4 separate regions of the Sus scrofa genome follow, and all the other regions are linked to region 4. The links are chromatin contacts, called in public Hi-C maps. All regions are on one chromosome and are shown on one strand. Each heading gives the region's core, a stretch centred on a gene start, on an enhancer-like site or on the middle of the called end of the contact. The rest is flanking DNA. Distances are from core to core; before and after follow the strand shown. Region 1 overlaps CUBN (cubilin). Region 2 overlaps CUBN (cubilin). Region 3 overlaps CUBN (cubilin). Region 4 has its middle 26 kb from the start of VIM.

The links. Hi-C and Micro-C count contacts between places; a contact is called where the count stands out from the background.
Region 1: a contact with region 4 is called in a Hi-C map of embryonic fibroblasts, with 2.1 times the contacts expected there. The contact joins two enhancer-like sites. A contact is called at or near these places in 1 of 47 Hi-C or Micro-C datasets (embryonic fibroblasts) and 1 of 2 datasets of contacts at active chromatin or transcription factors (alveolar macrophages).
Region 2: a contact with region 4 is called in a Hi-C map of embryonic fibroblasts, with 2.9 times the contacts expected there. The contact joins two enhancer-like sites. A contact is called at or near these places in 2 of 47 Hi-C or Micro-C datasets (embryonic fibroblasts and epiblast stem cells) and 1 of 2 datasets of contacts at active chromatin or transcription factors (alveolar macrophages).
Region 3: a contact with region 4 is called in a Hi-C map of embryonic fibroblasts, with 2.7 times the contacts expected there. The contact joins two enhancer-like sites. A contact is called at or near these places in 2 of 47 Hi-C or Micro-C datasets (embryonic fibroblasts and skeletal muscle) and 2 of 2 datasets of contacts at active chromatin or transcription factors (alveolar macrophages and skeletal muscle).

What each region holds. Positions count from the first base shown.
Region 1 is chr10:43,186,999-43,192,635 of Sscrofa11.1, reverse strand. The region is part of intron 49 of CUBN (cubilin); the gene reads left to right. Among named protein-coding and RNA genes, the nearest start is that of CUBN, 220 kb to the left of the region's middle. Within about 2 kb of position 2,510, at least 4 of the 83 cell types and tissues checked have an H3K27ac peak or open chromatin away from gene starts, as enhancers often do. A contact at or near this core is called in alveolar macrophages and embryonic fibroblasts, where this site is marked.
Region 2 is chr10:43,271,010-43,277,409 of Sscrofa11.1, reverse strand. CUBN (cubilin) reads left to right here. Exons shown (of 68, transcript XM_021064811.1): 30 at 442-623. Among named protein-coding and RNA genes, the nearest start is that of CUBN, 140 kb to the left of the region's middle. Within about 2 kb of position 4,154, at least 38 of the 83 cell types and tissues checked have an H3K27ac peak or open chromatin away from gene starts, as enhancers often do. A contact at or near this core is called in embryonic fibroblasts, where this site is marked.
Region 3 is chr10:43,239,837-43,245,481 of Sscrofa11.1, reverse strand. CUBN (cubilin) reads left to right here. Exons shown (of 68, transcript XM_021064811.1): 34 at 626-739; 35 at 3,035-3,145; 36 at 4,575-4,703. Among named protein-coding and RNA genes, the nearest start is that of CUBN, 170 kb to the left of the region's middle. Within about 2 kb of position 1,826, at least 10 of the 83 cell types and tissues checked have an H3K27ac peak or open chromatin away from gene starts, as enhancers often do. A contact at or near this core is called in embryonic fibroblasts, where this site is marked.
Region 4 is chr10:43,539,785-43,545,851 of Sscrofa11.1, reverse strand. No RefSeq gene overlaps it. Among named protein-coding and RNA genes, the nearest start is that of VIM, 26 kb to the right of the region's middle. Within about 2 kb of position 3,496, at least 6 of the 83 cell types and tissues checked have an H3K27ac peak or open chromatin away from gene starts, as enhancers often do. A contact at or near this core is called in alveolar macrophages and embryonic fibroblasts, where this site is marked.

The DNA of each region.
Region 1 (5,637 bases), core at 1,261-3,760, 350 kb after region 4:
CACCATCTACAGCAGGCTCATAGGTCGGATACATTTTAGGAGTGATTGATCATTACAGGTAGCAAACCTGGGTAAACAGAGAAAAGTTAAGCCTATGGGTAACATGTCACTAAATGGGACCAGAGTGGCAGCACAAGCCGCCACCAAATGTGTTAAGCAGGTGAGTGCTCTCCTCTGCTGGACATTCCTAGTGACTCTTCTGGAAGATTGTGGCTCCCTGCTCTCCGGGTTGCCAAGCTCAGCCTTTGAGATTATGCCTTCAGCATTCCTAGCTTCCCCCAGCAAGTAAAGCAAATGAACCCCACGCTTGTTAACTGGGATGCCAGATGCGTGTGCACGTGTACTGGATTAATCGTAGATGAATATTGGTATATTTCTCCTCCCAGCTTGCTCTTTTTCCAAGTCTGTGTCATCTCAGTAAATAACTGTCCCAAACTTCTGGTGGCTCAGGTCCAAAGCCTTGATGTCTGTTCTGGGGTCCTTTCCCTCACACCTTGTACTATATCCACCAGCAAGTCTCAGTGGCTGGATCTTTAAGAAAGAACCAGAATCTGACTGTTACTGACCAGGGTTCTTGGCCTTCCTGAATCAAGATAAATTGATAAGAGGCCACAAAAGAAATTTTTTTTGGTATATTCTTGTCCATAATTCATCTCAGCTGCCCATGTACACAGTTGTTTTGAGTCCCTTATGGTTTCTTTGTATTTTGTTGCACGAGGAGATATTTGTCCAGGTCCAAGCCCTGCAGCAAAGGGTCCCAGGTCCCAGCCTGTCTCACCACTCCTTCTCGTTACCTCCGCATCCAGCACCATCACCACTCAGATTTATTACAATAACTCTCAACGGGTCTTCCTACTTCCACTCTTGTCTCTCTGCATCTCAGCACAGCAGCCAGTGCGATGAGTTTAAACCTATGTCACGCCATGTTGCCCTCCTTGAAAATCCTCTGATGGGCTCTCATCTGGCTCGGATGGAAGTCCCAAGTCTTCACAAAGGCCTGCCTGGCCTTGTATCATCTGCCGCCCCTTCCTTCTGCTACCCCCACGTCTCATCTCAATTCCCCCGCCCCCTGCTTGCTCACTGGGGTCCAGCTACCCTGGCCTCCTTTCTGTTCCTGGACTGTACTGAGATGCTCCCACAGCCAACTTCCCATGCACTGTGGGATCTGTCTGGAATGCTCCTCCCCAGTGCCTGCCTCAGTTCACTCTGGGCTCTGCTCCAATGATCATGAGGCCTTCCCTGAGCCCCTGCATGAAATAGACCCCACCCCACCTGGTCTGGCCCTCTCCCTGCATTCTTGGTTTCACTGCACACCCAGCTGACAGTCCACATATATGTTTGTCTGTGTATCGGCTGCTCCCCCGACTAGGATGGAGGGCACCATTGAGACGTGTGCTTAGTTTTGTTCCCTGCTGCATCCCCAGTGCCTGGCACGTAATAGACACAGCAGTTGTTGAAGGAATCATTAGTAGAAGGAATATCATTATCCTTTTCAAGAACAAGCTCCTTTTCTTTTCAGTTGCCTTGTCTCCTGCTGGGGAGTGAAATTCAAAAAATATGGAACATCTCTGTATTACTCTCTCTTTGTATTGCCCTAAAATGATCGTATTCAAGCCTCAAAAATCTTCAAATTTTACTCCTTCGTTCTAACATCTGAAGGATTGAAATGTTGTCTTTTATCAGATATTGGAAATCATGGAACCCAGTATGTTGTCTTTTATCCAGAAGCCAGAACATTTGGGACTAAGCTTGCTGATTTTAAAGGGACTTTTTTTTCCTATTGTTAAATGAATAATACAGAGACAAGAATGAAGTAGGGAAAAAAATTCACCATTCATACTATATCATATTTTAAAGCATTTTCTTATCTTTGCTTGGGCAGTGAATACTATTATGTAGTTGTAAGTGACAGAAATTCACTTGTATACTAATTTTCATCAATTTCTCTCATTATAAATATAATGGATGCTATTGAATGCTATTTGGAGAGTTCAGAAAATAAAAAAATATAAAAATACTTGGAATTACACAGCCATTACTAAATTTTGATGCCTATGCTAACAGTTTTTGGTTTTTTTTTTTTTCCTTTGAGGTCCTACTGAAATATAATCCTTCACAATCTTTTTTTTTTTTTTTTTTTTTTGTCTTTTTTTTTAGGGCCACACCCATAGCACATGGAGGTTCCCAGGCTAGGGGTTGAATCAGAGCTATAGCCGCCACCGGCCTATACCACAGCCACAGCCACAGCAAGACGGGATCCAAGCCATGTCTGTGGCCTACACCATAGCTCTTGGCAACACTGGATCCCTAACCCACTGAGAGAGGCCAGGAATCAAACCCACATACTCAATGGATGCTAGTCAGTTTCTTTAACCGCTGAGCCATGATGGGAACTCCAGTCCTTTGGAATCTTAGCAGCAGAATATTCTCATGCTCTACAGGAAGGATAATATGAAAAGTCATAGTTTCAGAACTCAACTAAAAAATAAATTTACGGCATCAACCACAAATTCTGAATCATGTCTTACTTCTCATTTCCCCATCTCTGAATCATAGATGCCAAAGGCACCCACTTTGAACTCTTTCAGCTACTTCTTTTGGTATTTATGTTGTTATTTCAAAATAATATCCCTCTTCTACACTTTCTCTGTTTTTTCTCTCTTAAGCATTATCTATTTATTTTTTTATTTTATTTTATTTTCCCACTGTACAGCAAGGGGATCAAGTTATCCTTACATGTATACATTACTTTTTTTTCCCCCACCCTTTGTTCTGTTGCAACGTGAGTATCTAGACAAAGTTCTCATTGCTATTCAGCAGGATCTCCTTGTAAATCTATTCTAAGTTATGTCTGATAAGCCCAAGCTCCCGATCCCTCCCACTCCGCCCCCTCCCATCAGGCAGCCACAAGTCTATTTTCCAAGTCCATGATTTTCTTTTTCAACTTTGCAAGATAAAGATTTAGCTGTCTTCAGACACCTCCGTACCATTACTGCAAATGCACACAGGGTCGTGTTCAGTTCACTTCCCACCGCCACCCCCAACTTCCTCCCCAAATACTCTCAGAGATGCTGTTTAAACTGTCATTCTTTGTTTGCATTACTTTGGTTATAGGGACTACTCCCACTTAAGCCAGGTCGTGTACTGTTGTAGCATTTGCTTTTGTTTTTTGGAGAAATAATCATAATTGTATCCTTTTTACACTTTTGTTGTTTTTTTTTTTTTTTTTTTGGTTTTCTGTGTATCTGTCACTAATTCTTCCACACTCTTTCCACTCCGGGTGTACATCCCCCGCCTTATATAATAAAACGCCTCTATTGGTTCCATTCGTTTTCCTTAGCAATGCTTTCCTAGAGCCTTTGCCCATCAGCTGCCAGCCTGATTCCCGCTGCCATGTCCAGAGCTCCCAGACTCATCAAATCTGCAAGTCCCTTCCTGCCACTCCTGGGCTGGGCTTTATGATATGTGCATTTCCCCTTCTTGGTTAATTTCCTCTTTTCGGTGAGGCACAGGCTCTTGTGGCTCCCTAAGGACGTGGGCATGGGTGATTATGCTTTTGAGGACGTGCATACCTGTAATTATCATTTCACCATCATTTTTTGACTATCAGACGATATCATATATATTCAATATCTTCACCTACATATGTGAATATTTTCGTCATAATTTCGAAGCTTTTTGTAGTGGCTCTTTGGGGGTCCATTTCCTTTAGGTTCCTCTTTCCTATTTACTTCCATTTGTCTCTGCCTTTTACATTGGATGGTTCCCTAAATGTGTGATCACCCTTGGCTGTTCATTCATATTTAAGAATGTAGTACTGGGACTTCCCGGTGTGGCCCAGTGGAAATGAATCCGACTAGTATCCAGAGGATGCGGGTTCAATCCCTGGCCTCGCTCAGTGGGTCAGGGGTCTGGCATTGCCGTGAGCTGTGGTGTAGGTCACAGACGTGGCTTGGATCTGGCATTGCCGTGGCTGTGGTGTAGGCCGGTGGCTGTAGCTCCGATTAGACCCCTAGCCTGGGAACTTCCATATGCTGCGGGTGTGGCCCTTCAAAAAAAGAATGTAGTACTAAAAACTTGCTGAGGATCTCTGTGTGCATGGCCAGGGGCTGTCAGCTTGAGAGGTTCACAGGAGGTGACCAAGGTGGGGACTTGACTATTGAAATAGGGGAGACTACAGATGTCATATTACAGGTCCATTCTCCTGGGGAAGTTAAAGCTCCATCAGAGAATCACTTCATTTCCGAATCTTTAATGCAATGCCCACATTCCCTTCCTTTGAAATATATTTTTGGACCCAGAGCACATGGAAGTTCCCAGGCCAGAGATCACATCCATGCCACAGCAGTGACCTAAGCCACAGCAGTGACAACGCCAGACGCTTAACCCACTGAGCCACCAAGGAACTCCTGACACAACTTTTTTTTTTTTTTTTTGTCTTTTTGCTATTTCTTTGGGCCACTTCCGCGGCATATGGAGGTTCCCAGGCTAGGGGTCGAATCGGAGCTGTAGCCCCTGGCCTACACCAGAGCCACAGCAGTGTGGGATCCCAGCCGCGTCTGCCACCTACACCACAGCTCACAGCAATGCCGGATCGTTAACCCACTGAGCAAGGGCAGGGACCGAACCTGCAACCTCATGGTTCCTAGTCAGATTCGTTAACCTCTGCGCCACGACAGGAACTCCCTGGCACAACTTTTTGTAGGTTCAGTGTTTGTTTTGTTTCCCTTTCATACTGCTCCCAACAAGGGGATGTGGCTTGCCCTCTATTTGGTTGAGAATGTGTCTGAAAGAAGGGAGGGAAGAAGGAAAGACAGAAAGAAGGAAGGAGAAAGGGAAAGGAGGAAGGGAGAGAGAAGGGAGGGATGCATCCTATGATCCACAGGTTGTACAAGGGCTGATGCAAGCATCTAGCTTCTGGACTAATACCTGTCCTCTAGCCTGAGCATCCTGTCCTCCAGTCCTCTAGATGGAGACGAGGAAAAGACCATCCTGGGTGCACTCTCGTGAGATGTATGCCAGCTTCTATTCCTGCTTTTAGCAAGTTTTAGAGCTTGCCCTGAATCTCATATACCTACCTCCTACCCTGTTGTTTGCAGGAAGTTATACAAACAGGCGTAGAGGAGGATCATGGAAACAGCACTCTGGTTGGTTCTAAAAGCAGGAGTCACATGATAAATGGATGCCTCACAATTTTTAGTCGCTGTGATTCTAAGCCCAGGGCAGATGTTGGGAAGGGATAAAGGCCATCGATCGTGGTTTGGCACATACACCGTTAGCCTTGCAGTTGCTAATAATCCCTTTTGATGCTGGCAGTGTGTTGCCCCTTCCTGTTTTCAGTATGATCGAAATACTCATCACTTTCTGTTTCCTTATGCATTACTCGGGGATTTGGAATCGAAGGGATAATTTGCATCCCAATTTCCTGATGACTGGCCCTTTGAACCTCGGCATAGTGTGCAATCGTTCAGAAGTCCAGTGTCTTAATCTGCACAACCAGGGTAATAGTATATGTCTGAGAGGTTATGTTGCTAATTGGATAAGGCAATCCAAGTGAGTTATTAGCTGAGTCTGGCATTTTGTCCATGCACAGTAAGTGATAGGAAATGCTGTGTCTGGGCCTATGAGCCGGAAGGC
Region 2 (6,400 bases), core at 2,905-5,404, 270 kb after region 4:
GGGGACCTGCTGTAGACCACTCACAGAGAGCATTGTACCTCCTACTAGGAAAGTCTTACCTAAATATAATGAAGAAAATCTAAAAATTAGAATGATGTGTAACTTGGTCCCCATGCTGTACAGTGGGGGAAAAAAAATTAGAATGACATTTTGAAGATACTACCAAAAGTTTGATGTGGAGAGAATAAGGACTGAGAATTTTTGCACCACAGTTTATAATCAGAGTATTTTTTAAGAAAAAGAATAAATGTAATAAGCTATAACCATGATTTTTTTCATTGTTTTAATACTACTTAATTAAAACTTTATTATGGCTTTATAATTTTTTGCCTAAATTAGACATGATGCATTTTCTGTTTTTTTCTTGCATGGTTGGATTTTTGAGTTTTTCCCAGTGCCTGATGCCCTCTTTGACCTGACCGAGCCCTGCTGTTCTAACAGGTTGTGGTGGAGAGCTGTCTGGCGATACTGGCACCTTCAGTAGTCCTGGCTACCCTGTGGGGTACCCCGCCAACAAGGAGTGTATCTGGTACATTCACTCCTCCCCCGGGAGTAGCATTCAGCTCACCATCCACGACTTCGATGTGGAATATCACGCAACTTGCAACTTCGACGTCCTGGAGGTAGGATTTGAGATTGTTTTCTGTGCGTTTCAGCTTGGGGAAGGGAAGTGGACATCACTCGCCAGATTCCCCACATTCTTGCCCATGGCCAGTGGTGTTCTACTCCGGTACGTGGTGATGAGGCTCCACCCTCCGTATATGATGCATGCAGACAAATGGGGTTAATATCATAGCTTGGGTTTCCCTAAAGGCAGTGCCTGCAGGGCGTGGTGGCAGGGAGTTGAAGGAGGCAGTGGTACCAGGAAGTAGAAGTGAGGGCACAGGGGAGGGAGGGTGAGGAGGAGGAGCCAGTGAAAGGGGTCCCTGTGGACTCCTTGGGCTTAATCCTGCCAGGCCTCTGAGGTCTGCTCATCAGAATCATCCCTCTAAGAAAAGTCCCCCAAATCCATTCCCATTGATGGAGGTGGCACCTGGGATTGTCAGTGCCCCACACTTCCAGTCTGAGAAGGCTTCCTTAGGAAGGGCAGTGGTGGCAGAGTTCAGAGAGGAGGCAGAGCTTGGGGCAGGACCTGGCAGTGGGCAGAGGAATCCCCCATGACTTTTTTTTTTTCTTTCTTTTTTAAAGTTCTTTTGAATCATTTTTTATTAGATTCTGCATATTAGTGATCTCATGTATTTATCTTTCTCTGACTTACTTCACTTAGATAATTTCTAGGTCCATTCGTTTTCTACAAACAGCGTTATTTCATTCTTTTTTTATGGCTGATATTCCATTGTATGAATGTACACCACATCTTCTTAAACCAGTCATCTTTTGATGGGCACATGGGTTATTTCCATGTCTTGGCTATTGTAAATAGTGCTAAATGAACATTGAGGTGCATGTATGTTTTCAAACTATGGTTCCTTGGGATATATGCCCAGGAGTAGGATTGCTAGGTCACATGGTAGTTGTATTTTTAGCTGGGTTTTTTGTTTGTTTGCTTGTTTTTGTTTTGGTCTTTTGTCTTTTTAGGACTGCACCTGCAGCATACAGAGGTTCCCAGGCTAGGGGTCAAATCGGAGCTGTGGCCGCCAGCCTACACCACAGCCACAGCAACTTGGGATCTGAGCCGTGTCTGCAAACTACACCACAGCTCCCAGCAACGCCGGATCCTTAACCCACTGAACAAGGCCAGAGATTGAATCTGCATCCTCGTGGATGTAGTTGGGTTCATTAACTGCTGAACCACAGCAGAAACTCCTGTTTTTAGTTTCTTAAGAAACCTCCATACTGTCCTCCATATGGTTGCACCAATATACATTCCCACCAGCGGGATGGGAGGGTTCCCTTTTCTCCACACCCTCTCTGGCATTTATTATTTGTAGACCCTTGATGTTGGCCATTCCAAGACGTATGACGTGATACGTCGAAGTAGGTTTGAATTACATGATAGCTGTAAGACAGAACACAACAGTGGGTTCACATTTTTTCCAATAATTAGTGCTGTTGAGTTTCCTTTCACATGCCTGTGACTTTTCCAACACGGCTGTGAATGGTTTATCTCAGATAATTCCATTGGCCTTTGAGAACCGATTGTAATCAGCTGTCGACTACAGGCGTCTAGTCATTGGATGACTTCCTAGGGCACTGGAAACGTCCGTCCCCTCTGCTATAGGGGCTGCGGTGGCCGGTCACCACAGGGTTCTGTGGTCTGGTAGACTTAAGCTCCATGAGGCCCGGGGATTTGTTTGATTTTATTTTATTGTTTCTTATGGCTATACCCCCAGAGCCACAGAGCCCTTGGCAAATAGTAAACACCGGATATATATTTGCGAGATAAAGGAGAACGTTCAAGTCTCTGATTGAACCACCGTAATAATGTACATTTTTGGGCATTTGCAAAGGGATTTTGACATCCATTTTCCAATTTGGATGTCAACTGATCCTAGGAGATCGGAGAGGAATTCGGTCCCCATTTGACTGTTGTCAAAACAGAGGCCCAAGACAGTGGATGGGTTTTTCCACAGCCACAAGGCTGGTGAGTAGAAGAGCTGAGAACTGAGTCCGTCCACTGCGACACTCTGCACGGCAGCCAGGATAAGAAGGTAGAGGCGGGCAGTGTGCAAGCTATTGAAATGCGTGGCTTGTTTACAGGACTTTTGAAAGACCTTACTTAATTCCAAAACAAGTTCTCTCCTTGAAAAGAAATCGGGTCCTCGCAGACCCTCTCTGAGTGGGCGCAAGGTCCCCAGGAATTGCCTTAGCAGCTCAAGTCTCTGCAAAGGAGAACAATGCTGCAGTCCGTGAAATCTGAGACAGCCGCTGAGTCCTTGGGCCAAACCTGTACCCTTGGCCTCTCGGAAGTCCTGCAGCCCCGTCACGGCTCCAGCTCCGAAGAGGAGCAGTTTCTTAGAAGGAGAGAACAGGGCGGCTCCCGAAATTCACACTCAGGGTGTGAAGTAGGAATAACCATCACCCAGCTCCATCTCTCGGTCCCCGGACCGTCCCTGGAACGTCCCCGGCTCCATCTCTCGGCATACACCCCTTCGCAGGCACAAAGGGCTGGCAGTGGACCTTTCCACACTGCTGTGCAGTCTTCCTCACCCTTGATTTTCACGTCCCACAGCCCGTGGGATGGTTGCCCGCTTGGCACAACGTAAATGAGTTCATTGTGCTTTGGCTTTGTCACACCCATTACGTGAGAAAGCGAAGAGCAGGGCTGTTCCCAGCAGGCAGCCCTGGGACAGAGGGACAAAGGGAGAGCCCCGGGGGTTGGGGGGGTGGGAGATGGGGGAGGTGGGGGGAGCAACATTCAGACAGGGTCCCGCACAGGATGGGCTATGAGAAGAGGCTGCCGTCTGCTTGGGGCTTACGTTTTTCAGGACAGTTTGAACACAGGTCCCCTGTGTTCCATCAAACCGGGGTTTGAGGGCCTATTTGAAGGCCCTTAAATGTTTGGGAAAGTTTTTTTCTTCAGGCTGCAGCGAGTACCCCTTCCTGACTTCCCCCTGCCTCCTCCCCATCCTGTTGGACATCTCTGCAAATAATCAAGAAAGTACTGGAATGGATTGGGGCTCATGAAGATAAAAGGGACTGTTTCCATCCCTCATACCATGGATGCTGATAACATATGAGCATCAGGTTTCAAAATATTTCGCTCCTGGTGGCTGCGTGGCCTAGAAACATTGCAGACTTTGTCCCTCTGTCTGTCCTCGGCCTGCACATCCCCCTGTCCGGTTCTGCTGAGCACAGCCGAGTAGGACCTCACCGTCACCGGGCACGGGGCTTACCAGGGTCTCACCACGTTTCACCGAGAATCAATCTATTTTCCTCTCAAAAAACCAGTGTCCAGAGAGTGGCCCATCGCATTAAGCAACCGCCATGTGGTTACTCATAACCCTGGAATGCTGACTTGATTGTAACAATAAATGGAGCTAACAGAGCAGAAAGAACTGTTCAAAACAGATTAAAACCATAGGCTTTGAAATGTTCTATATCCTGAGCCTTTGCTAAAAACACATTTTTTAATCTCTGATCATCAGACCCATTCTTCTTCCCCCTGCAAAGTTGAGTCATACCCTGTAATCCAGCGCACCGCGCCCTGAAATTCTTTCCATCTTTTCGCACTCTTTTGAAGCGTCATGTGCTAACTGTTGGGATTTTTTGTGGAAGCCCACAGTGCCCTTCTGTCATTTCAGGGAGAGAAGCACTGGCTGATGTCACTTGGGCCCCCGAGAAGGGAGCCCGCATGGGGCCCAGAGCAGATGAGAAAGCCATTCCTGGGGGAGAAACAGACAGTCGCGGGTGTGGACAGTGAGTGGCCTCTGGTCTGTCCTCCCCCATCCAGTGAGCCTGGCTCAGTAAGAGGGGAAGCAAAGAAGGTCAAAGGCACAGTGTTTATTCTTCTGGAGGCTTCCAGGGCCCGGCCGACTCATACCCGTCACGTTGTGATCTCAGGAGGACCCTGAACAGGAAAAACAGAACATTTTGTTAACAAGCGAGTTTTATTTGTTGAAACTCAACCCTTGTGTCCAGAGTTCTCTCCAAATAGGTGCTATTTAGGGAGGCGATGCTGGGGACACAGACTTTGGGTTTCTGCTCTAAGGACAGAGCCCAGCCCAGGGGGCAGGGGACCCTCCAGAACGGGAAAGCAGAGTTCTGTTGTGGTGCAGTGGAAACGAAGCTGACTAGTATCCATGAGGATGCGGGTTCGATCCCTGGCCTCACTCCGTGGGTTAAGGATTTGGCATTCCTGTGAGGTGTGGTCTAGATCACATATGCAGCTCTGATCTGGTATTGCTGTAGCTGTGGCATAGGCTGGCAGCTGAAGCTCCAATTTGATCCCTAGCCTGGGAACTTTCGTATGCTGTGGGTGAGGCCCTAAAAAAGAAAAAAACCAAACAACGGGGAAAATAGCACCAAGCCAGAAGCAGTCTGGTTTCCCCCTTTTGCGCATGTGTACATGTAAAGGGCCACACAGGGCCCTCCCTCCGGTACTGCCTCTGATGGGATTTAGGGGGCCCCCCTTCCCCAAACAGAGCTCCTCCTCATGAAAATCAGCACAGAGCAGGCTGCTTGCTTCATTCCTTTGCAATTTGGCCCTTGTGTTCAGCCCTCCCTAGAACAGCAGTTTCATTCAGGGCAGCCTTTCCCGCATGGCTGGGGGGAATTCATCAGACAAAGAAATCATTATGGATTCAAATCACACACTCCCCACAGAAGGAGCCTGCCTGTTCTCACTCTTTCCCCAGAGAACTCTTGAGTGATGCCCTCGGGGTGGGCAGAGCCCAGGGGCCTGAGGACCCAGCCAGCCACATAGACAGTGGGGGGTGGACCCAGATCCCGGATGCCTGAAACCTCCCAACAAAAATGGCCTTTCTCCTACAAATTCAGGTTTGGTAAGGTTGAAAGTAGAGGGTCTGCCTCTTCTGTTTGATTCTTAGCTTCACCTCCCCCCCACCCCCCGCCCCGAACACCCTGGGTCTCTGAGGGGCCCTTGAGAAACCCACATACGAGGCACCCCAGAGGCCCTACCTGGGCAGGGCTAGACCTCCTGTGACCTGCTGGACATGAGACCAGGCCCTGCTTGCTGTCAGGAAGGTATCACTGGGGTGTGGGGTCCAGTCAGGCAAATAATTGCAAATAGGAGGAGCCTCGAAGATCTGAGGACAAGTGAGACAGACCTATTGGGCAGCGTCCAGGGCAATTCCTGAGCAGAGGCTGAATGCTCTTGATCTTGTTCCTGTGAGGGTCCTGCCATGAGCCAGCACCAAAAGGATCTGTAGGATTTCCTTCCCAGGCTATTCCAGAACTCACTCATAGAGATTACATTTTCACTCCTTCTGAAGGAGCAAAAATATTGTATTAAGAGCCTAGTCTTATGGAATAGTCAGATTGCAAAAAAAAAAAAAAAAAAGAGAGAGGGAGAGAGAAGGGAGTTCCCAATATGGTGCAGCGGTAATGAACCTGACTAGTTTCCATGAAGATGCGGGTTCGATTCCTGACCTCCCTCGGTGGCTTAAGGATCCGGCATTGCAGAGAGCCATGATGTAGGTGGCAGGTGTGGCTCAGATCCTGCACTGCTGTGGCTATGGTGTAGGCTGGCAGCTGCAGCTCCGATTTGATCCCTAGGCTGGGAACTTCTGTATGCTTGTAGGAACTTCTATATGCCGGCCCTAAAAAGCAAAAAAATAAAAAATAAAAAAATTCAGATTGCAAATAGAAAATCTTAAATATGTAACAGGGTGATCAATAGCCTTCAGTGAACAAATAAAATGGCTTTATGCTAAGACTATTCCTATGGGCTCAGAAGCATTAGAAAATCAGACTTGATACTGTATTATCTGTAGGCGTC
Region 3 (5,645 bases), core at 577-3,076, 300 kb after region 4:
CACCCTCCTCCAGCGTGCCACGCTTCAGCCAAGTCTGTGTGGTGCAGCCCCCACCCTCCTCTCTGTCTTTGCTCGGGCTGCCCCCTCCGTGGACCACTCTTCCTCTCCCCCTTGTTCCTCCTTCAGCCTCTGTCTCCTTCCAAGATGCATCACACTCCCCCCACTTGGGAGCAGACTCCCCGACTTCTACTCCCACTGAGCTTCGCCTGTCCCGGATAACCTACGGCCACCCTTGTGAAGTCAATTGGGTATTTATTTTCCTAAAAGAGATGTTGGTTCGTAAAGAGGTTATCCCTATGCTTATAATTTACAAGTGGGCAGAGTACGTGAATCAGTGCCAGCATCTTGTGGAGTGATTCAGGCAATTCGTAGCCATTTAATCTGCTGTTCTTAGCCACTGCCCACTTCCTGTAATTGAAGAATAACATGACAGATGTAGAGCACATCCCCACTTTCTCATGGTTTATGTGCAGCTTCCTTGGCCAAGAACGTCCTCGGCATAAAAAAAAAAAAAAAAAAGAAACGAGGAGACATCACTTCCATTTTCATTCATCACATAATTGCTCAGTAGAGCCAGGAGCAATCCAACGTGCCTGACATACGTGTGTGCTTGTGTGTCCCTTAGCCTGTGGCGGCCACATCCTCACCGACTCCTTCGATACCATCTCCTCTCCACGGTTCCCTGCCAGCTACCCAAACAATCAGAACTGCAGCTGGATCATCCAAGCTCAGCCTCCGTGTAAGTAACCAAAATAAAAAAAGAATCCAGGATGCATGGAGTCTGTGGGAAAAGCCAGCTGTGACTCAGGCCCTTATCTCTTCCATGGTAACAATGGATGGCCTTCCTCTTCTGTTTTTGGAAGTCTCAGTTCCTGATGTGCACGAGAACAGGATTTCCTATTCTAAGAGGAAATCATTTTTACTCTTTATTCTTAATTTTCCTTTTCAAAAAAAAAAAAAAAAAAGTTTCAAGGCCCAGCCAAGGAAACCAAACAAAACCAAACCCTGTAACCTTGTTGAAATGACAGACACGTGAAATTGGGGCAAGCAAAAGTAATGGAGAAAGTAGTCACTTGGGGGCCTGTGCCTTGAGTGCATTAGATGCTCAAGGCAGTTGCCGAATGAAAAAATGAATAATAAGAACCATGAAGTCGAGAATGAATAACTCATAGTTGGGAATGCAGTACCATGAGCCATGGGTCTTCAGCCAAGGCGGAGGTTCATTATAAAACCTGGTCTCGCCACCAAGACATGTGTTTTCAAGAATCCCAGCATAGGCCTTGAAGAAACATTTCCTAAGTGCTTCCACTATTTTCTTTTCAGAATCCTAGAGTCTTCTGTTCTGATCTGGTAATAATCTGCTGGTAAAGATTAGTGTCCACATTTTTTTTTCTTTTTTTCTTTCTTCTTCTTTTTTTTTTTTTTTTTGTCTTTTCTGTCTTTTGAGGGCTGCACCCATGGCACATGGAGGTTCCCAGGCTAGGGGTCAAATTGGAGCTGTAGCTGCCGGCCTATACCACAGCCATAGCAACGGGGGATCTAAGCCGCCTCTGTGACCTACACCACAGTTCATGGCAACGCCGGATCCTTAGCCCACTGAGCAAGGCCAGGGATCGAACCTGCAACCTCAATGGTTCCTAGTTGGATTCATTTCCATTGTGCCGCCGTGGGAACTCCACGTTTTACAAAGAAAATGAGGAGACCCCTCAAGACACAAGTGAAATGATTGCAAAGGGTAATTCTGGGTCCATTATGAATCCTGTTTCCAATAAGCCCTGCCCTGCCTTGAGGTTTTCAGGAAAAATGTATGATTGCAGACATAATGTGGGAAAGGCATTACATTCTTGCCTTTCAGAGTCATTCTTGACTCTGCTCTAAAATGAATGACCTCTGTGATAATAGGCAAGTCACTAAAGCTCACCAGGCCCCATTAGCTAATCTAAAAAATGAAGTATCTGGCGTTAAGTATTCTCTAACATTTTTCCTAGGGATGTTAAGCATTCCCAAAAGGCTCTCTTTACTGCCCTGCATGTAAATCTGGGGGTTGGTGAGGAAATCCTTAGCCAGAGAGAGTGGCCAGCCAGCCAGGAACTGAGAAAGAAGACCCCTGCCTTGAGGCTAGCAGTTTTATACCTAAGGATAATTGCTACTGAGGGGTGAAGTGTTTAGATGAAAGATCTCACAGGTTCAAAGAAAAACCAAAGGGAAAGGTACCCCAACATGTACTGTTCTGCACATTATTCGAAGCTTTCTGTATAGTGACTCGACCTCTAGGCCCCTGGTTCTGGCCTTAAAGTCAATCCGAGAATGCTAGGAGACGTGCACCAGGGGAAAGATGGGATGCATTTATAAGCACAGGTAAAGAGTCAGAATCTAAGGAAACTATTCTATTATGAAAAGTGCTTCCGAGAGGAACAGAGCAATGGCTGATACGTTCCCCAGAGTCCGTGGAATAAGCCTACCCAAGGGTCCTCTACCTTACCAGTAGCAGCATTTCAGATTCTGCAGGGTTTGTTTTTTGTTTATTTGTTTTTGTTTTTTGTTTTTTGTTTTTTTTTTTTTTTTTTTGCTTTTTAGGGCAGCACCAGCAGCATATGGAAGCTCCTAGGCTAGGGGTCGAATCGGAGCTGCAGCTGCCAGTATACGCCACAGCCACAGCAATGCTGGATCCAAGCCACATCTGGGACCTACACCACAGCTCACAGCAATGCCAGATCCTTAACCCACCGAGAGAGGCCAGGAATCGAATTCGCATCCTCATGGATACTAGTCGGATTCATTTCCGCTGTGTCACAAGGGGAGCTCCTAGAGGCATTTTTAAAACCATCGATTCGGTTGCCCTTCACAGGAAAGCTTTTACCAGAACCGGTTCCTTTTCCTCCTCTCCGCCCCCCATGCCCTCCCCCCCATCTTCCACATTCACTGCTTCCCTGCTGAAGAAGCTGCCGGAGAATCATCCGAGGTAAAAATCTTATTCGCTGTGTGTTTCGTTTGCCAGAACGTCATTAAACAGTCTCCCCTTTTCTCCTTATAGTCAATCATATCACCCTCTCCTTCAGCCACTTTGGGCTTGAAAGCAGCAGCACATGTACCCGGGACTTTGTAGAAATTTTGGACGGCAGTCACAGTGATGCGCCCCTGCGAGGTACTGCCCGCTCCCTCATTTGCATCTGCGACCTTGGCTTGTTTCAGTGTCTATGCTTACGGAGGTGTGTGCTGTCGCTGGGGTTTAGAATGTGTCCAGTCATGATGAAGAACAGCTTGAGCCAAGTAAAGATAATGAGAGGCTAAGAAGGCAGGCGTTAACGTGGGATTCCAGAAACTCAGCTGGTTCAGATTCAAGGACACACATAGTTTATGGGCTTTTTTTTTTTTTTATTATTATTGAAAAGTTGCGACTGCTTTGGACAGTAGTGAAATGCAGTCCATTCTGGCACTAGAGAGCATTTCCGTGAGAAATTTCTTGCTGATAGTTGATCACTGTTCTTGTATTCAAATTGAGCATGTTTCTTCTGGTTTTGTCCTCAGTGGAAGCAAACTAATAGATGAATGAATGGATGGATAGATAGATACATAGATACTTAGACAGACGGACAGACAGCCTAGAGTTCTGTTTATAGGACATCCCAGTAAAATTAAAGATTGCTGCCTTCTAGTTTCTGAAATGTCCTCAAGCAAAATGATTGCAGATTATTTAAACTTTCTTCACGAGTCTCTCCTTTTGACCTTCACCGTGCAACCTGAAGTGAAAGACCAGCTGCATCAGAAAAGGGATTTGGTTTTGTGACTTTGTCTCCAGTGCCCGGAACAGTGCCTGAGATGAGAGTAGGCAATTGAGAAATGGTCTCTGTTCTTTGCCGATTTCTGATTGTATTCCTTGAGATCTTTGTCTATCAGCATTTGACCAAGGATGAGAATGTGCTTACCTGGGACTAGTGTGCTCTTCTAAAAACCTTATCAATAGTACCTGAATTGATCCTATACCCTGATGACACTGGGTTTCATTGCTCACAATGTTGCCTTTGCTTGAGTGGAAGAACAGAACAGGCACAGAGAACTGAAGTAGCCTGACTCCCATCACATGGCTAGTAAACAGTGGAGCCAGGAGTTGAATCCAGGTGTTCTGGCCCCAACATCCACACACTTCTCTGCTGTTATATATCTTCACTGAGAATTAGCACATATATTTGTGCAGATCCCTACCGCCCTGGAGAGCTTAGCATTTGGAGGTCATCCACGTTTCTTATTTCCCCCTACTAATATTTATCTTATTTATAAATCATCTCCCCTATACTTATGTTTATAGTTTTAAAAAAAAATACTTTTTTTTCCCATTATAGCTGGTTTACAGTGTTCTGTCAATTTTCTACTGTACAGCATGGTGACCCAGTTACACATACATATATACGTTCTTTATAGTTTATTTTGAATCGTCGGGCAGCATCCCAAACCCTGACCCCAATTTAAATGGTGCTCTTAAGAGTCCTTTTCTGTTGGCTTTGGTCTCTTGCGATTCTAGTAGATGTGTTCACATGTCATCACTCATTCTCTTTGTCATTGTCTTCACTATCTAGGCCGCTATTGTGGCTCCTCCATGCCCCATCCCATCACTTCCTTCGGCAATGCCCTGATGCTGAGGTTCGTCTCAGATTCTTCAGTGAATTTTGATGGTTTCCATGCTACCTATGTGGCATCAACATCAGGTAAGAGATGAACAAGTGGCACTGCCGGGTTAAGAGGAAGGTATGGAAAATCTTTGATTTGTCCTGTGGGACTCCTCTAAGTTCAGAGTTCGGAACTAGTTTCCTGAGATCACTCCTACAATGAACCTTACCGTCTCCCAAATTAGGTTAAGGTACTCGTAAATCCTGCAAGTAGTGAACTCTCCACCACATCTTCTGGATCCATTCTTCTGTCCATGGGCATGTCAGTTGTTCCTATACCCTGTCAGTTGTGACTCCTGCTGCTTGGGTGGCCTCTGGGAGTTGGAAGAATCTTCTGAGATGATCTTGGGTGACTTGCTTGTCAGTGACTCCTCCTTCATGATATGTTTGTTAGGGAAGCCCTTGGCAGACATTGTCCAGTGGCATTGCTAACAGGGGGGCAGTACTGCTCTTCCGTCTCCCTGGTCCCATGGCTGGGCCCAGGCAGGGCCGGGGGTTGGACCTGATGTAGGATGGACCATAGCATGTGGGGAGGAGAGGAGAGAGGACCTACCCTGTACATGGGGTGCATGGCCAGGAGGGTGCTGCTCATCGGGGGCCAGCTTGTTACTGAAAGCCTTGGAATGCCTAGAAGATTTATGCATGTTTCAGGACTCTCCTGAGAAGGAAAAGCTGCAGTACTGCCTTCTGTCCTAGGCTAGGATTGAAAACCATCCTGGTCAGAAATACCAACGGGCTCGCAGATTAAAATGAGTCTTTTATGATATGAAGTCACAGTTCCCCGGGAGAAAAGGCTTTGAGAGTAGAGACCACAGAGACTCCTTCTAACCCGCCGTACCCCGTGGCTTTTGGTTTTCAGTTTGCAGAATCTTTTCATTATTTACAATGTGGATTTTTTAAATTCTGGAATGGATGTAGCGTATCCTTTGATGCTGCCGATAGCCCTTCTGGTGTTCTTTCTCCTTTATCTGTTAGGGTCTG
Region 4 (6,067 bases), core at 2,247-4,746:
GTGTGCAGCCATTGATTTGACAAAATGAGGTGGGGGCTGTTTTCTAGTCTTATCAGAAAGAGCGTGCATTCGCATGGAATGGACAGGCACATTCATTTACAGTTTTGCTTCAGGCTTCTCTGAACACTCCCGCTGTCAGTCATGATAAAATCTAGAGATTCCATAGGCTGTCACATCGATCCATTACATCAGTGCTGCCATGCTGATTGAGCAGGGCCGGGAAGAGGCGGTGGGGACCCTGGAGGCCTTGAGAAGAAACATGCGCTCTGGAGGTCATGTCAGAGTCATGTCAGAGTCAGGGACCTGCCCCTTCAGTAAAGTACGAGGGTCCAGCGGTCAGAGGCAAGCCTCGATATTCCTGGCAAAGTGAAAACCTGACACCTGCATCTTTTTCTTTCTTTCTTTCTTTTTTTTTTTTGCCACCCCAAGACATGGAGTTCCCAGGCCAGGGATCAGATCTGAGCTGAGCTACAGTTGGAACCTAAGCCACAGCTTTGGCTATGCCAGATCCTTAACCCACTGTGCTGGGCCAGGAATTGAACCTGCATCCCAGTGCTTCCAAGATGCTGCTGATCCCATTGCACCACAGTGGGAACATCCTCTTTTTTAAAAAAGCCACATCTACGGCATATGGAAGTTCCCCAGTTAGGGGTCTAATTGGAGCTGCAGCTGGGATCTATGGCACAGCCACAGCCACACCAGATCTGAGCCACATCTGCAGCTTACATGGTAGCTTGCAGCAATACTGGATCCTTAACCTGCTGAGCGAAGCCAGGGATCAAACCCGCATCCTCACAGACACTATGTTGGGTTCTTAACCCACTGAGCCACAAGGAGAACTCTGATAATTGTATCTTGATCTTTTTCCAGAAGAAGAGAGCACACTACCTCTTAGATGACTTTGGGTTATGGAGACAAATTCCACATGGAAATGATGCTCTGATCCAAACACCAGGTAACACACAAGGCTGCCCGCTCTGTGGAGCCCAGAGCAGGATAAGTGTCTGCAGCAGGTGGTATAAGAGCCTTGATGCTTTGCCCATACAATCCAGCTGACTTTTTCCTGTTGGACGAGTCCATGGTGTAATTTACGGGAAGTCCTAGTGGGAGAAGAATTATGCAGACCCCTAAGTTCTAAAGAAAGTCCATATCATCTGCAATGGAGAATTCTACATCTTCTGAGCAACAGCTCTCACCATGGACCCTAATAGGGATGGAAATGATACATACAGAATCGAGCCTGAGCTGGACCAGAGAGCGCAGGTAAGCTGCAGGAGCTGGTAGCCCAGACACCGTGTCACCGTCTGTGGTTGCATTGGTAGGCCTTCCTTGTAGACCTCCAGCTCTCCTGGGGCCATGTGGGGGAAGAAGTGCCATAAAACCAGCAAAAACTTGCACTTGGTGTACAGGTGGTTGGGCTCAGTTTGTGGGTAGAAGCTGGAATACCTGGTGGCTCTACTGCAGCCACATCCAGATGGCCTTGAAAGACAGTAGGGTGGGGATGGGAGCAAAGCTCTTCCTAATGAGTAGGGATGCCAGTGACACATCTGGCATAGAAGGCATAGCAGCTCAAAGTCAGACTATATAGAGATTCCTGGCCTGAGACCTACAGCGTGGCTAGCCGGCCAAGAGCCTGGAAAGAAGAGGCCTGGACCCTTAGATACAAGGAGGGCTGAGGGAGAGGCATATGGAGGGGACTATGGGAGATGCACAGTGTGAAAATTTTTGTATCAATTAATGCCAGCCAGAAAGCATCCCACCACAGAAGAAACACTGAACAACCATGTAGACAGAATGACTCTGCAGTTGACATTAGCCAGCCATCATGATCCACCACCTTGGAACTGAACAATAGCTAGCTAAACAGAATGGCCACAGTGGCAAACTTGGAGACTACACATGTGCCCAACGGTGTGGACACCCATTTCCCAAGGGCGATCCAGCTCCTGCTTACTCAGGTTAGTATGCTCGGGCCATGTTATAGCTTTGGAGGTTCTCTGCCCTTAAAATGCATGTTTCTTGGTCCAGCTACTATGGAGAAGAGTATGGAGGTACCTTAAAAACCAAAAATAGAGTTACCATATAATCCCGCAATCTCATGGTTATATGTTGGGAAAAAAAAAATTCTACTTTGAAAAGATGCATGCACCCCAATGTTTGTATCAGCACTCTTTACAATAGCCAAGACCTGGAAACAACTTAAATGTCCATCATAGAGGAGTAGATAAAGAAGATATGGGTGTGTGTGTGTGTGTGTAATGGAATATATAATTCCATATACATACACAATGGAATATTAGCCATTAAAAAGAGTGAAAATAATGGCACTTGCAGCAACATGGATGGACCCAGAGATTTTCATGCGAAGTGAAGTAAGTCAGACAGAGATAAATATATGATATCACTTAACATGTGGAATCTTTTTTAAAATGATGCAAATGAACTTATTTACAAAACAGACGTAGACTCACAGATGTAGAAGACAAACTTATGGTTATCAAAGGAGAAAGGGATAAATTAGGTTGGGATTAGCAGATACACACTACTGTATATAAAAGATATAACCAACAAGAACTGACTATATGGCACGGGGAAATATAGTCACTATCTTATAATAACTTATAATGGAAAAGAATCTGAAAAAGAATATAAATATATATATCTGAATCACTTTGCTGTATACCTGAAACTAACACAACATCCTAATAATTCAATAAAAAATTGTTTTGGGAAAAAACATACTTCTTTCTCCTCTGGGCAGCTAATTGGATGCTATACTTTATCTTCTCAAGCTTTGGCCTAAAGACAATAGTCCATCCTTGGCAGAAACATGATTATAGCATATTTTTAGAACACACACACACACATAAAAACAGTATTGGGATTAAAACTTTGTGTCATTTTGGTGGTCTCACATTTTACAAACTTTTGGGGGGGCTCACATTTTACGAATTCCAACTTGATTAATAGATCCATTTAAAAGAAGGTCCATTGGCCAAATCACATGAACATAGAGCTGCTTTGAAATAGGTCACCTTGTATTTTTTTCTTATCAACCATTTTAGATGCTGTTCCCATTACAAAATCTCATGTAAGCAGAAACTAAAATCTCATCAGCATGATATGGTCAAGAGGACTTTATGGTCAAGCCAAGAAATGTCATTACCCCTCGGTACTGAAAGCCAGGCCTTGGTCTGAGTATAACAAATTCTTGAGTAGAACAAACTGGAACTGCCTGAGTGACATTCTGTTTCAGCTCCGGTCTGGCAGTTTGACGCCAAAGAACTCAAACAGTCCCTGGTGGGCCTGAAAGTTGACCCCTCAGAACAGCCAGTGTGATTTGCTGAAACACATGGCAGTTAGAGCAAAAATTGCCTGTTTCTGTCAAACTCCACAGGGAGAAACATTTTGAAATGTATTCTGCCTGGAGCTGATTGCATCGTTTCATAGGCAGTTCACCCCATCTGCCACCTGGGGACAGCGTCAACCTCTCCATGTTTAGTTCTCACAGTAAACCAGTGTAAGATCCATGAGTCACAGGCAGAAAGAGGGTTTGTCTGGAGATGATGAGGAGAACATTCAGTTATCTGACTCGATCCGTGACCCTACATCTATTGTTGGTGGTCTATATTATCCACATTTAATTGGAATTGAAAGATGGGATTTGTTGGCTGGGGTGAAATAGACAATGAGTGGGAAAAGAAAGGCTTTGGAGATGGTCAAACATAATGCAAGCTTCCTATAGTTAATGTTAGACTTTATGTTAATATAAAATTAATTTTGCTTTTGGACGGTGAGCTATTAGGTATGGAATTTCTGAATTGTCAAGAAAATCTTTGGCACCTCAAGGGATGCGAAAACCATCCAGTCATTGTCTCTTTTTCAAGGTATATGTTGCTTCACATTCAGGACGACGGGGGCTGAAAGAGAAGGTTGGCTCTCTCTTATAGAAAGGCTTCAGGAAAAGCTTTGGATATACAATGGTATATCTCCCATTTAAGGGTCCTTCTCTCCATGATTTTCCAGTTAGATGGTTAGAACAGTGCCCAGTCTATCATAAAGCAAATTTCCATGTACTTGGTGTGATGAAGGGAATGCCTCTGTCCCCTCAAAATGCATAGGTTGAAAGCCCTAAACCCCAGTGTGAAGGTAGGTGGAGGGGCCTTTGGAGGTAATTAGGGTTAGATGAGGTCATAAGAATGGGGTCCGCACAATAGGATTAGTGCCCTTATAAGAGACCAGGAAGCCAGCTCTCAGTCTCTCTCTAACTCTCTCTGCCATAGGAGGTCCCAGGGAAAAGACAGCCATCTGCACACCAGGAAATGGGCTCTCATCAGATACCAAATCTACCGGCACCTTGATCTTGGAATTCTCAGTCTCCAGATCTGTGAGAAATACATGTTTGTTGTTTAATACACTCAGTTTATGATATTTTGCTATCATAGACCAAACTAAGATGCATGGGGTTTTGGGGGGGCGTGCTCTATGATATTCCCTTGAGGTCTATCTCTACACCGATATTACACCCTTTTATTTTACTCGAGTCCTATCTGGTAAGGCATATCTTTCCGAGGTAGTGTTCATCTAAAAGAGTGTCTTATTTCTTCTCATCCCTTTGCTTTTCTTTGCACGTAATTTGTCTGTGGGTAGTTTTTTCAAAGAAGCAGTGATATTCTTTGCAATTAATGACAGTTTTATCTCTTCTTTCTGTCATTATGCTTTTAATCTTTTTTTTTTTTTTTTCCTGTAGTGCAGTATTGGATAGGAGCAGAGAGAGTGGGCATCCTTGTTTTTCTTGGTCTTAAAGGGAATAATTCCATTATTTCATGATTGTTTTTCAAGTTTACTCTTGGTTTCTTTTAGCTATCTCATCGCAACTTAAAAAAGGGCCTCTATATTCCTATTTTGCTAAAAGTTTTTATAACAATTCGGTGTTGACTTTTATGGAATTTTTTTCTGTGTCTCTTAAGTAGATCATACGGTTTTTGTTTTTGTTTCTGTCTTTTCTAGGGCCACACCCACAGCATACGGAGGTTCCCAGGTTAGGAGTTCATCAGAACTGCAGCCGGCAGCCTATGCCACAGCCCCAGCAATGTGGGATCTGAGCTGCGTCTGTGACCTACACCACAGCTCACTGCAATACTGGATCCTCAATCCACTGAGCAAGGCCATGGATCGAACCTGCAACCTCATGGTTCCTAGTGGGAGTCGTTAACCACTGAGCCATTATGGGAACTCCCAAACTGGTTTTTAATATTAAAATAATCTCATATCCCTGAGCTGTCCTCAACATTTATTTTTATATGTTTAAAATACAGAAATATGTTTTAAAAATGTAGTGCTTGATTTGTGTAATGGTAAGAAAACTATATCACTTAACATCTCCTGTTTCAAGGAACCTAACTGATCCCAGTGTCATTCCTCTGGATTCACTACTACATTTGGGTCAAGGACACACTTCCCCTAGGCCGCCCCCAAACTATTGGCTGAACACAGTAAAGATAATAGTACTGACCCAGTCCTGTGGCACATGGAACTCATTTAACCAGCAACTAACTTGAGGACCTTCTGCGGGCTTTGCTGAAACTTAAATCTGTACTGCCGTCCGAGGCTGCTCCTAGTACTCCATCCTTCCTTCTCTCCTTTCACTGATGTCAGCCTAAAGGCTTACCTATCTATTCATATGTCTTTCATTTTATCTTTCAAAATAAATCTCTTGTACATCTAATTTCATCTTTTGCTGTTCAAAGAACCACAGCGAACACTAGTTGGTTTGCTGATGTTTTGTTAGGATAGTTGCGTCTCTATCCATGGATATAGTTGACCTGCAGTATTCATTTCCTACTGGGTCTTTGTCTAGTTTTGGAATTAAGTTATGCCATATTCACATAATGAGTTAGAAAATGTTCTCTCATTTTTATGATTTAAAACTGTTTGGGATGAACTGGAATTTCTACATTACATGTTTGGTAGACTTCAATTGTTGGGATATTTGTTCTTAATATTTTCTTTTAAGAAAGACTGTTCAGGTTTTCTTTATCTTCTCAAGTCAGTTTTGATTGAGACT